Linked DNA regions of Gossypium hirsutum: region 2 is linked to region 1. A link is a contact called in public Hi-C data. All regions are on one chromosome and are shown on one strand. Each heading gives the region's core, a stretch centred on a gene start, on an enhancer-like site or on the middle of the called end of the contact. The rest is flanking DNA. Distances are from core to core; before and after follow the strand shown. Region 1 holds the start of LOC121220860 (ATP-dependent Clp protease proteolytic subunit). Region 2 has its middle 11 kb from the start of LOC107943412.

What was found. Hi-C and Micro-C count contacts between places; a contact is called where the count stands out from the background.
Region 2: a contact with region 1 is called in a Hi-C map of leaf, with 1.8 times the contacts expected there. The contact joins the enhancer-like site here to the promoter of LOC121220860 in region 1. A contact is called at or near these places in 13 of 34 Hi-C or Micro-C datasets (callus, cotyledon, fibers and 2 more).

Annotation. Positions count from the first base shown.
Region 1 is chrD09:37,614,889-37,622,399 of Gossypium_hirsutum_v2.1, reverse strand. It overlaps LOC121220860 (ATP-dependent Clp protease proteolytic subunit), which reads right to left and starts at 4,416. Exons shown (of 5, transcript XM_041100522.1): 1 at 3,517-4,416; 2 at 2,452-2,612; 3 at 1,923-2,052; 4 at 1,012-1,240. The coding sequence starts at 3,587. TRNAL-AAG (transfer RNA leucine (anticodon AAG)) reads right to left here and starts at 6,306; the gene lies at 6,226-6,306.
Region 2 is chrD09:37,673,707-37,680,890 of Gossypium_hirsutum_v2.1, reverse strand. No RefSeq gene overlaps it. Among protein-coding and RNA genes, the nearest start is that of LOC107943412, 11 kb to the left of the region's middle. Within about 2 kb of position 4,085, at least 6 of the 9 cell types and tissues checked have an H3K27ac peak or open chromatin away from gene starts, as enhancers often do. A contact at or near this core is called in cotyledon, hypocotyl and leaf, where this site is marked.

The DNA of each region.
Region 1 (7,511 bases), core at 3,167-5,666:
ATATTGTATTGTATAATAAATTTATATTAAAATAAAGAGTTAGGCACGGCGGAGTATATTTTTTTAAGGGCCAAGCTAACCCAACTTACAATCTTAATCACCGTCAATTGGTTGCAACGTGATTCGTTTTCTCGGGTGATGGTTTCATACTCACATGGCAAAGGAAATTTGTAGGTCATTCAGATCTACGACACCACTATAAATTTAAACATTCCTTAAGACTATAATTATGTCTATCTCAAACAAACACGGACAAAATAAATACACAAACTTTTAATTTTCTACCGCAAGAAAAAAAAAAGAAAAAGAATAATTTTTTCTAAAGTGAAAACGCGTCCTATCTTATACAGTAACGGTATGTAAGGATGAGGATTAATTGGGCAGCTGACCCTGTTAGTCCGTTCTTTGCAAGAGTCGAAGCATAATCTTTTTGCTTTTTAAATAGGATTTTCCCCGCTTAATGGATAAGCATTTGCTACCGATGGGGAATTTTTTCTCATCTTAAATTCCAAGATTGGATTTGTGCCAATGGAAACCATAAATTTCATACACAATAGAAGGATATGGTAGATCTATCTTTTTTAGATAGTGAATGGACGAACCCCATTCTATTCACTGGTTCGGATCGTTGATACTGAAAAAGTTGTTTCTTTTTTCTCAGCCCATGATCTGAACAAGTCGCACATACACCCTAGTACATATGTTCCTCGACGCTGAGGACATCCCCCAAGAGCAGGGGATTTCGTGACATTTCTAATTGGCTGTCTTGCATTTCTAATAAGTTGTTTAATAGTTGGCATACTGAATCATATACATAATAGACTAGTTTAGATCGATCCTAACCAGATGATTCTGAATTACTTCTATTTCTATTTAATAGATTAATAAAATATTAACCCCTTAGGCTTAAGTTAAGAAGGAAAGGAAGAAGAGGGATTAACTTAATTAAATTGTGGATTGGTGTTAAATTGTTGCTATTGCTATTTGTTATTTAACTTATTTAACCTCTACCAGATCCACAATTCCATGAGCTTGGGCTTCTGTTGCTGACATAAAAACCATAGGGGCTTGCCCGTAGGGGCTTGCCATGTCTTCGGATACAACCCATAGGGGCTTGCCCGTTCTTTGTACATAAACCCTTGTGAGGCTTTCGCGAAGTTTCAATAGTTCTTCCGCTTCTAGGATAAATTCTCCTGTTTGTGCCTCATAAAAAGAACTAGCAGGTTGATGGATCATTACCCTGATGATATAACATAATAAAAGGTTCTTCTAACTCACATAATGAGGCGAGAAGAATAGCTAAAAATAGCTAAAGAATAATAAGAAAAAAAGATAGAATTGAACAACCGTACAGGCATTTTTTATGCATTGCATACGGCTTTACAATGGAATTCTCTTTGTTCTTTTATCGAAAAAAGAAAAAGAGAAAATATAGAGAGCGCCTATTAGACCCAGATCACTAAATAATCCATTTACCACCCTTCTTTTTTTTTTCTTTTTTTTTCAGAAAAGTTCAAAAATACTATAATGGCTACGTTGCTTTATATATTTATTTCGTCTGTAATTCAGCAATCCCAAAGTTTATTTTTTTTCAAAAAAAGAAAGAAAAAAAATAGTCTTTTTTTTCGTACTCTCTTATTTTATAACATAAATATTGTTAATAGTCTCTGGTGTGAAAAGAAAAAAAGTTTGTGACGCTGAGATGGGCCCACGAAAGCTAAGATAAAATTGGAAATGCCCTTTCTCTCATACTACTCTTTCGATACATAATCTAATGTTTTGAAAAAAAGAAAGAAATAAAAAAATTCATATCGAATTCGAAGTGCCATGCTATTATTACTTACTAATTCATATTTCATATGGCGATGGCGAAGGCATAGTCTTCTTTTTTCTTTCCATCAAATAAAAAAACTCATTGGTGCCGAGCGTGAAGAAATGCTAGACGTTTGGTAATTTCTCCTCCGGCCAGGAGAAAAGATCCCATTGAAGCAGCCAATCCCATGCATATTGTATGCACATCTGGTTGCACAAATTGTATAGTATCATAAATAGCTACCTCCAGGTATTACCCATCCGCCAGGAGAGTTTATAAACAAATACAGATCTTTGGTATCATTCTCTATACTGAGATATACCATAAGGCCAATAAGTTGATTCGAGATCTCGCTATCAACCTCTTGGCCTAAAAAAGTAATTTTTCTTGATAAAGTCGGTTGATTAGGATAAAATTGTATCCCTTAGTAGCCGTATAGGCACCTTTTGATGCATACGGTTCAACAAAAATTGCGAAAAAAAAATCACTGTGTAGATTCCAGCCATCCTTCGTTTTTTCTAGTGTGCCTTTTCTAACTTCTAATTTCTAACGAAGGGGCTTTTTCTTACATTTTTAAAATAAAATGAAATTGTATGCACATCTGGTTGCACAAATTGCATAGTATCATAAATAGCTACCTCCAGGTATTACCCATCCGCCAGGAGAGTTTATAAACAAATACAGATCTTTGGTATCATTCTCTATACTGAGATATACCATAAGGCCAATAAGTTGATTCGAGATCTCGTTATCAACATCTTGGCCTAAAAAAAGTAATTTTTCTCGATAAAGTCGGTTGATTAGGATAAAATTGTATCCCTTAGTAGCCGTATAGGCACCTTTTGATGCATACGGTTCAACAAAAATTGCGAAAAAAAAATCACTGTGTAGATTCCAGCCATCCTTCGTTTTTTCTAGTGTGCCTTTTCTAACTTCTAATTTCTAACGAAGGGGCTTTTTCTTGCATTTTTAAAATAAAATGAAATTCAAAATGAAATTAAAGAAAGATAAGTTTTGGCCCGTTTTCCTATAATCTATAATATAGAAAAAATTCGCTAAACTTATCGCACAAACTTTTCATTGATCTATTTTTTCATTAGGATTCAATCCAAATCATGATGTCATTTTCTTGTTCCTGAATAGGTTTCATCAAATTTTTATTCAATTTTTTTAGGTTTATGCTCTACTCCGAGTAAAGATCCGCCCGATTTTGATTTTCGCATATAGGACAAATGACCCAATACCACATCTTTTTGCTATGATTTCATTTCCTTTTTTATTTTAATTTAATTCCTTTTTCTTTCATGTTTTCCGCCAAATATTCAACGTATTTCTCATATTTTTTGATTGATTAATAGTTTGAAATCGTTCTTATTTCTATTTCGAATTTGTAAATAAAAAAGATTTATGATTATGATATAGGTGGTAATCATAAATGTATTACCAATTGGGTTTTTTCTAAACGGAGCCTGGATGCTTCATTTTTTCGGTCCAACCAAGCCAACCATAAATTAGTCTAATTGAAAATATTAATCTGAATACCCCCCCAAAAATGAAATGGATCTCTAATTGCACTTCATTACACTTCGCGCTACAAATTTTTGATAATTCAATCAATCTTTTTGGGGTGAAACAGAGGATATCTCGATTGGGCGAGAGAACGGGGGAATCTCATATGACCCAATATATTTGACAAATCGTCCTATACGTCAACCCAAACTGCATCTTCCTCTCCCGGATTTCGAAAAGGAACTTTTGGAACACCAATAGGCATTAAAGGAAAGAAAAAGAATTAAATACTAATAATATTGACCTCATATTTTATACATAGATAGAATAAGGCCATGAAATAAAGAAAGACAGAATGAATGAAAGAGAATTCTTACCAATAGGTCCTTTGAATGACGAACAAATAGGGATGCGTTCATTCATAAAAAATAGGATCAACCCCCATTGCGTATTGATACTTATCGGGTATAGAATAGATCTGCTTCTCTTTTTTCTTCTGAGTCGAATTCTTCCCTTAATTACTAATGGAATAGAACAAATATTAATCCTTTCTACGAAAGAATCCACCGAAAAGGGGAGATATTCCAATGCAATAAAGTTACATAGTGTCTATTTTTCATTGATAAAGGGGTATTTCCATGGGTTTGCCCTGGTATCATGTTCATACTTCGTATTGAATGATCCCGGTCGCTTGCTTTCTGTTCATATAATGCATACGGCTCTGGTTGCTGGTCGGGTCGGTTCAATGGCTCTATATGAATTAGCCGTTTTTGATCCCTCCGATCCCGTTCTTGATCCAATGTGGAGACAAGGTATATTCGTTATACCTTTCATGACTCGTTTAGGAATAACCAATTCATGGGGCGGTTGGAGTATTACAGGGGGGACTATAACAAATCCGGGTATTTGGAGTTACGAAGGTGTGGCCGGAGCACATATTGTGTTTTCTGGCTTGTGCTTCTTGGCAGCTATCTGGCATTGGGTATATTGGGATCTAGAAATTTTTTGTGATGAGCGCACAGGAAAACCTTCTTTGGATTTGCTCAAGATTTTTGGAATTCATTTATTTCTCTCAGGAGTGGCGCCCTATAGGATGTGTTTTCTTTTCTCTCTCCAAAAACAACATAGACTAGTAAATTTTAAAATTTTCAGCATATATACTTTCTCAATTGTATTTTTTTCCAACATATTTAGATAAATTAATCATATTTTTTCTGATAAAAATTAGAGATAATTTTTTTAACTTTAATAATATAATATATATTATATATAAAACCAATTTCTAATAGAGCGATTAGGAGTAGATAGGGGTATTGTAATAATTTGTAGTCATTAGAAATTAATGGAGACAAAATGGATAAATTATCGACACTCCTTTGTAATGAATAAGAGCATTATGGACATTTAAATATAATAATATTTTAAATTATTATTAAATCGCTAATCAAAATGTAATTATTTTTATATAATATATAGACATTTCGTTTTTCTTAAAAAAAATAATTTTCACATATTATATAAAACCATCTCCTATGGAACTTAATGGAATAAAGAAGGGTAAAATAAGTATGTAAACTTAAATTTAAGGGTCAAATTGTATCTTTCACTTTTATATAATAATTTTTATTAGAATTATAATTGTTTTAATATAATATTAAAATGCAAATAAGATTATATTTCTTGGTGTTGTATTTTGATATATTTATTAAGACGTTGCATAAATATATTATCAATAGGATCATGAATGAAATATTATATCTATCCATGTCCTCTTTGGTTATTTGGAATAAATAGGGTGGTGTTTTTTAGTTATATTTTAATTTTTAATGGTTATATTTTACAATTTTAATGAATCAATTTAACTTTAAAATGTTGATTAGATAATTTTCTTTGTTTACATTAATTTTTTGATTTTTTTAATGCTACCATTGCAGAAGCTTGAGTTGTTGTGTAAGTTATTAGAGGACAATTCTCAGTAAATAGTATAGTTGGTTGCTCAAGAGAATAGAAGATGATTTATTTGACCTTGAAAATATATATAGAAGATAAAGTGAGACAAATTTGATAGTTAAGTATCATTTCTAATTAAAAAAAATACTTTAAATACTAATTTGAAAATTGGGATATAATTTAGAAACTAATTTGCAAATAAACCAAAATTGTATTACTAAAATCCATCTCTATAATTTTATTACTAAAATTTACTATGAAATATTACTATAAACATTAAAGAATTATAAATTACATCCACTTATAATTTTTTGTACCAACAGACTAAACAAAATCGGTATATATAAAGAAATATAAATCATCTAATGTATTCTTAAAGATTTGTCATTCAAACTTTGATTAGGTTGACAAAAGTTGGTATTGAAATCTTGAGTGTTAAGTCCGAGTCTTATTGCGTATGAATCATATATCAATTCTTCTCTCAGTTAATTTAAGATAAATTATTAAAATTTACTGAATATTGAATTTAGAAGTCTCTTATGAGATTTTATTTACTTTGTTTTTGGGGCAAAAACACAGAGTCAAAAAACTCAACTTTGATATTTCGATTGAAGAGGGAAAAAAAAATCTCCAACACTAATATTTGGTATTTCCAGTTGAAAGAAAAAGGTTTAATTCTATCTCCAGCCATATTCTTTGAACTTTTGGAATTTATATCCCTCTATTTTTATTTTCGAAACTTTAGTCCTAATTTGTTTGAATTAAAAAATAAAATCAAATTAATTACGCTATTAAATAATTTCTGTTAAATTTGAATAAGTGATGTTTTATTATTCAAAGTCCTGAAAAAACAAAAAATATAAAGAGTAAAGGGACTGAAGGCGGAATTAGACCAGAGAAAAATTTGATAAAATCTAAAAAACACAGGACTCAAAATTAAGCCAAAAGGTAAATGTTGAGAGTGGGATTTGAACCCACGCCCTTTCGGATCAGAACCTTAATCCGGCGCCTTAGACCAAGTCGGCCATCTCAACTTCGCGCCTCCTTATGTAAATAAATAACTATTAGTATTGTTTTAGCAGGAACTTTTAAACATTGTGGTAGTAACAATGCTTAGCCACGTATATTTAAACACAATTTAGTATATTAGTGAATAAGAGTAGAATATTCAGCTTCCAGTCCTGTCGAAAAACCTAAAAGCTAATAATTGTATAAAATTGTGATTCCACATCATCCTTATTCTTTTCAAATAGAAGAATTACAAATTAAATTTTTGTTCTTGGCTTTCAGCTTTTTCCTTCTAAAAAAAATTTAAATCCAACTAAAAATGCTAAAAATCAGGAGAAAATTTGATTTGTCATTTTTGTATTGGAAAAGAATAAAAATAACATAAAATTACATTTTCATTCAATCATCTAAATTAGTGATTCAATAAGAGTGGCCTACCACCTGCAAATAATTTCACTGTGTATTTTACTTGGCACAGGACAATGAATCCATTGAAGCTAAAGCCACTCATCTTTTGGTTTGGCAGTGGCACCAACTCCAAAGCATCTTTTTCTTTTTTGAATTTATATATACAGATACAGGGTCTAATTTCTTTTCCTACATTATAATACTTAGCACAGTGAAATATATATATATGCACCCAAAGAGACCACTTGAAGGAGCGCTGAATGAAGGCAAAAGTATGAGCTTAGAAAATATTCAAAGTGTAAAATGCTAAAGCTTTCAACACAGCTTGGTCATGGCAGCACATTAGTAAAGTCTTCTTGAGCATATAAGGTGAGAATGGTTGTAGTTGGTGTCACATAGTGAATGTAGGTGGAGTCAGGGAAAGGGTCAAGGTTCCACCCTCTCCGTATCCTTTCACAAACTTCCTATAGTAACCCGTGAGACCCAAAAAGCCTCGCAATTCTTTGACAGTGTTTGGAACTGGCAAATATTGCACACTATGCACCTTTTTAGGATCCATGGATATTGTTCCCTTACTAATCAAATGTCCTAAATATTCAACTTTAGAAGCACCAAAGTCGCATTTTCTTCGCTTGACATTTGATTGGTGTTGCACAAGAAGCTCGAACACTAATTGCAAGTGTTGTATAAGTGAGATCCCATCAACCGAGTACACCAATATATCATCAAAGAAAACAAAGACAAACATCCTCAAGTATGGTCGAAATATATTGTTCATAAGACTCTGAAACCTCGAAGGGGCATTTGTTAGCCCCAAAGGCAT
Region 2 (7,184 bases), core at 2,836-5,335, 59 kb before region 1:
ACTTTGATCTCCTTAAAAATGATAAAAATTTGATTTAATCCTTTAAAAATTATAAATATATAGGCTTCGCCCTTGCCTCTCAACCTATAAATAGGAAGATAATGTGCTTCAGCCTACTCAAACTCACGTATTTCTATATTCATTTTACTCTAATTTTTAATGAGAAATTTACTCGAAGCCTCGTCTTCTAATATTACATTAGTTAGTGATGTGAAATTTTTGACAAATCGACTCCAATTTATAATCACTTTAATTCATTTTACTTTAACAAAAATAAAATAAAAATAATGTTTGATGACGCACATCAAATTGGAGTCAAAATTTTAAGCTTTTCTCATCTTTTTTTTTCATTTCGATTATACATGGAATAGTACCGCAAAGCATAAGCTTTTATTTATTCTGCAAGCACAAAGCTGTCACAGATAATCATCCTTCTCGCAACATTCCAGGCCAATGTTAGCATAGTTGGGTGTTGTGAAGGTTATATAGATCCAGCACATGCCTACCCACATTCTAAATTTTACTAGTTTGACTTGGTTTTATTACTCTGCTAGACAAAGGAAAAATCCCAGAAGAAACAAAGCACAGGCCAGCTCATGGATGAATAAAAATCTTTTGAGGGAATGAATCTATACATTGTTTACTAACTGTATATTGTGTCAGGCATGTTGCAACTTGGATACTTTAATTCAAAGTTAGACTTTGGAAATAATCTGATTTTAATTTTAACAATACCAAACGTTCCTTTCTTGTCCAATTCCCGATGACATCATTGGATGTTGCATGTACCAAATTTAATAATTTTGGTAACTTGTCATATAAATACTCTAAAAATATTTCAATATTCCTTTATTATAAGAAAAAAAGGGTTTTCAGATCTCTAAATTGGCACATAGTTCATAATTAGAGAGCAAATAAGAGCATTTCTAAACTAATAATTTAAGCAATGGTCATTTGCTGCACTAAAGGACAAGTTAATCACAAAAGAATACTATTTACAGTATTTAATATTTGTTTTAAATTATAATAATTGACCCTTTTTTCATCATTTATAGTGCACTAAGTGAAATTCTTATATGCATTATCTTAAATAAATTGTTGTTTGATACTTGCAAGTTACCAAAATTCTTGTTGTATTAAAAAGAAAGTTTTTCATAGATTAAAATATGTTTTTGTATATTTAGAATTTAGATTTTTATTTTCATTTCTAATAATTATTCTTTATACTTTTCGGATTTAAAAATGCAAGCCTAATTATATCAACATTATTTTATTTGATTTAGGTCTAGTACGGCACCATTTGTGTTACATAATTATCAAATGAGTATTTTTTTTATTTTAAAATATCACACCAGTAAATTTAATAGAAAAATTTTAACAATACTAATAATTTGGATTAAATTTTAAATCCAGAAAATAGAAGTTAAATTCTTGAAAGTAAAAATAAGGATTAAATTCCAAAAATCTATCTATTTTTTAAAATCCTGTCATAATCTCTTCCATGTCCAGCACGTAATTCTTCATTTAAAACAAAAAATAAATAAATAAATAAAAACATTAAGGAGGGTTTATTAATTAAGAGGCATGTGCAGGTTTCAGTTTTTCCAAGCTTAGCTTTGAGGAAATTGTTGACATTTCCATACACATTTGGATATCTATTTTTATAAAAATGGTTACCAAGTCTCCTTGGCTGAGTATTACATACATTATTTCCACATATCTCAATACAATTACATATATATTGGACTCTACATTGAGTAAATTCTCGGAAAAATTAAGACTCAATTATGTTTCACGTAAACCTTCTACATTAATACTCTGCTTTCACCTGTAAACTTACTGTGCTTAATTGTAGAGATGAACTCCGTAAAGGATGAAATTCTCCGGCCTATAATCCTTGTTTCCCAACATTGCGTTTTGAGTGACGCTACAACAAATGTTACCCAAATTTACTCTTTAATATTTTTTATTTTTATATATTTATAAGATAATGATAAATTTAGTTTTTAATATTTATTTACTTTTTTCATTTTGATCTCAATTTTTTTTATTACTTTTAAGTTTCAACTTCCAAAATGTAGTTAAATTATTATTTTTGGATAAAAAAGATAATTCAACTGTTAAAATTTTAACAACGTTGATGCAACAATTTAGTCAAATTTTTTCCATAAAAAGATAGTTTGATTAAAATTTAAAAGTTGAGGCCAAAGTGATAATTGAGATAAATGATACGAGTTAAATTTATCATTATTTCTACATTCATCTATATATATTGGAGTTACAAGCAAGTACAAATAATACAACACTTGGATAACTATCACCAAAAATAAATATTATAAAGCATAATCGAATTGAAAATTGTAATATATTTGGACAAGACCTACGCAAGATAAAACTTAAACTAAAACAAAATTTGAATTAAGAACCCATAAACCTGTTTGATCAATATCGATAAAATTCAAGTTATTGGAAATTAAATATTTTAATAATTTAATTTTTTATGCGTTTGATAAGAATATTAGAAATCATTTAATTCGATTGAGTCTTAGCTCAATTGGCATATCGGTATTATTGCCAATGCAAGAGGATGTGAGTTCAAATGCACTGAAGCGCATTATCCTCCTATTTAAATGTTGAGGAGGGATTATGTGTGGTTCTAGATATTATGTCACAAAAAGAGCATATATAATAAGAGCCTATAATGAGATTGATGTTGAAAAAAATAAAATATTAAAAAATAGGTATATTAGGATTGAATTTTTTTAGTTAATCATTAATTTATTTTTATCTTAACATTATATTATCTATTAAATAAAAAATCAAATCAGAACAATTTTACTTTTATTATTAGTCCGAATATGGTTGAAGATATATATTTTTTATTTTTATGATTTCTCATTCAATATTTAATTTTAAAATATTTATTTATCAAATAATATATTTATATTATCATTTAGGTCTTGTTTAACATTGTTTCTCAAATTAATTTTTTAATCTATAATTAAATTTAAACATTAGAGACAAGATTATTAGTAAGGACAATTATAAATCTCGAACACGATCCTAAAATGAACATACAAAATATCTAAAAAAAAGTCAAACCAAAAAATTGAAAATTCTAGATTTTAGCTTTCTAAAAGCCAAGTTGGGTGGCAAATTGTAAATTGCCTCTCGCTTGACTTTAGAATTTTAAATGTGATATATGTATTTAAATTAAAATTTATAAATAATTTGTCTTAATTGTATTTAAAAATTTATATTGCATATATTAACATTCACTTATTATAACCTAAGTTGAATATTTGTCATCATAATAACATTAGTATGGGAAAGAATGGTAATTTACATTTAAGTCAATTACTCCATCACGTATGGAATTTTTATTTATTTATATGAGTTATGTATATAGAATTCATATATTAAAATAAAGTTTATATTAATTATTTAAATTAATTTAAAAATGATATTTTATAAGTCATAAATTTGAATTAACTTAGTTTTTTAATTTTACAACATCATTTACTTCCTCGAAATATGCTAAACAGAAGTTTTATAGGTTCCCTTCACCCTTATTTCTCAATATTTATTAAAAAAAGAGAGAGTAGTGGATGGATATTTAAAGAAAAGAAAAACAATTTCACCAACGAAAAGAAGGAAAAGAAAAACAAAGAATCTAAAGAATTTACATTGAAAGATCCTATAATCATAATCCATTTGGGTTCATTTTCAATCAGACCAGTATGATACACGAGGTTGCAAAATACAAGAATGAGACAACCAAGCTTTTCAGTCCATTATTCTGAAAGTGAAGACGCTGACGGCTTTGCATCAATTGCAGATTCGAAAGATGAACAATCTTACAATTCCCAACCACGAGCAAAAAATCAAAGGAAAAACTGTCGATATTAATGTTAAGATAAATAAAAATGGGGGTATGATTGTTCTTTTTATTTTTTCCTTTACTGAGCTCCGCTTGTCGCAACATGTATGGGGTTTTGCAAGGGCGGCATTGATGCTGTTAGGTAGGACTGGAGTGGACAGGTATAATTCAATATTCGCATGGAATAGAAGAAGCCCTTGCTTTTGCAACTGTTTCTATTATGAGTAGCCCTTTCTTTACATCTCTTTCGTGGAGCCCCTATGCTTTGCCAGGTATGTCATCGCTGTCCACCACTTCCCACAATCTTAATCATAATCATATAACTGCCTCTCTTTTAAACCTCTACCACTATAATCATTTATCTTTTAAGTTCAAACTTCATCATTATAGAATCAAGATTCAAGCCCAAACTCCAATAGTTTAAATTATTAAACGGGTTGAATTATAGTATTTTAATGTTTTATTTGAATAAACTAATTTAATCGATTCAAATAATAGAGTTTGAAGTTTATTGGAAAAATGAGCCTATTTGTTATGAAAAAAATATGGAGAAGGAAAGAAGGCATGATTTAAACTGAAAAGGTCAGTAACAAAACAATCAGAATTTTTCAATCAATATGGAAAGGTCATGGATGTCTACATTTCATACAACGGGAAGAGAAAATATTTTTGAACAACCTTTACTTTCATCAGATACGAATTGGAGTCGAAGATATGTAGACAACCGTAAAGAAAGGTGACAAGGGGAAAGTGGAGGGCTACACTATCAGTAAAAGGATTTGTGTATCGAATGATGAGGATTTGAGTCATGAGATACTTTGGAAGGCTCATAGTGATCAAATGTATCATGATTTGCAAGAAATGTATTGGTGGCCTGGGATAAAGAAAGTTGTTGTCGAGCATATTATAAAGTATTTAACCTGCCACTAAGTTAAAGTTGATCATTAGGTTCCATCGAGATAGCTTTAGTTGATTGTAATTCCTAAATGGAAGTGAGAGTGAGTTATCATGGATTTTGTAATTGAATTGTCATTTACCCCAAGGAAGAAGAATTCTATATCCTCATTTTATTTTGAGATTTTGGAAGATGTTGCATGAATCTTTGGGAGCGAAGCTAAATTTTAGTACCACATGTCATCCACTAATAGGTAGTTAGTTGGAGCGAGTTATTTAGATATTAAAAGATATGTTACAGGCTTGAATTATTGACTTTGGGGATAGTTGGGAGTGATATTTTCCTTTAGTCGAGTATTCAGATGGCTCTAAATGATGCGTTGTATTGTTGAATGTGTCGCACCCCTTTGTGTTAAATAAAGTTTGGTGAAAAGAAGTTGGTTGGTCCAAAGTTGATTCAAGAGACTGTGGATAAGGTTTTGTTGATCTGAGATAGACTTAAAGTAGCTTCAGATAGGCAAATTCATATACATATTTAAAAAGGAAAGAGATTGAGAATATATGGTGTGGAAGACAATGTGTTTTTGGAGGTTACACCGTGGAAAAAGGTGTTCAGGTTTGGTAAGAAAGGAAAATTGAGTTTGTGTTTCATTGGGCCCTACAAAGTTTTGGAGAAGATTAGTTATGTTGCTTACCATTTGGCTTTATCATCGGAATTGAGTCGCATTCATAACATGTTTCATGTTATATTAGTTGAGTCAATTGAGGTATTGCCATGTTATATTAGTTGAGTCAATTGAGGTATTGCCAGACTTATCGTATGAAGAAAAACCAATGCCGATCTTAACTTGAGAGGTGAAAATGTTGAGGAATAAGCGAATTTCATTAATGAAAGTGATGTGAAGAAGCTATAGTGTTGAAGAAACCACTTGGGAACTAAAGGAAAGTATGTGCCAGCAGTGTTCATGTCTCTTTTCATGTAAGCTTCGCAGGTGAATTTTCTTAAAAAGGGAAGAGTTGTAATGCTCCAAAATTTTCTAGTATCAAGAAGGCCGATTTTGAGTCGATTTTGTGAATGAGCTATTTTAAGAAGCCAAACCAAGAGGTTTCCAACAATGAGGTTTGGGTTGATTTGTGAGTTTTAAGTAGTGAATATTTGGTGTAATTATTATGTTTTAATTTGTGTTAATTAGTGGTAGTGTGCGAAGGCCTTAATCACAAGAGTGGTAAAATTCTTGGGGTCAATGTTCAAATAAATAAAAGTTAAAATTTGAGTCATAGGAGGACTTAAAGGGTAGTTTTACCAAGGTCTCAAAACTTTCTCCATTCTCTCATCCATTTTTAAAATATTGATTATTGATTTGAATTGTTGAATCTTGGAAGGTAAACATATTTTTCCAGCAAATCTTTTAATATTTTAAGCATTAAAATTTGATTTCTCATTTTTCTTCTCTTTTTCTCTACTTTTGAAAGAATAATGAAGTGGTAAGAAATTTATTTCTTGATTTTTCTTGGCATTGATTCCTTGAAATACAATAAGGTAAAGATGATTTATAAATTATTTCCCGATTTTAAGTTGATTCCAATGATTTTTCTCATTTTCAAAACATTGTTCATATTAGAATGAGAAAGTGACGATTCTTAAATTTCTTGTTGCTTCCAAGTTAGATTACTGATGTTAATAACTTTATAATGTTGGATTTAATTGAAGTTTGAGTTTAGTTCTTGGAAGTTGTCATTGTTAAGTACTTAAAAAGACAGTAAGGTAGGATTCCAGCAAAAAAAAGTTGATGTTCTATGGCGAGTTTTAAATTCTTAAGTATGGATTTAAGGTTAGTTTTGAGTTTCAATAAGTTTTGAATAGAGTTTTTGAGAGTGGGATTAGAAGTGAGAAAGGGTTTTGCTTAATCGCATTGCATAATTTTATTAAGTTTTAGGGGTTCTAATTGATGTTATTTGTTGTTCTAACTTAAATTTTTTTATATCAATAATGATTTTTGAAAAAATAATCAATTCACTTTTTGTTAAAACTGATGTCCAGACACAAATTTGAACAAGACAGTGGATAAAGATAATAAATAGTGAAGGTAAAAAGAGATATAAGCACATGATATTTGTTAACGTGGTTCGGAAATAATTTTACTCTGCAGAGCCTCGCTTAGTTAATGGTTTATTCAACAATGATCTAGTAACCTATTGACTAAAGCCCAATCTACCTTACACAAGAAGTAATTGTAGCACCAATAGATAACCCCGACTTATTACAACTACTCACCCAAATACCTCACTCAAAACAGTTTTGAGTCGCTCCAATAATACCTAAGAAACGAGTGCAGAATAAAAGAGTAAATCAATAGCAAAGATGCAAGCAATACCAACACAAGCACTCTCCAAAAGATGCATAGGCACA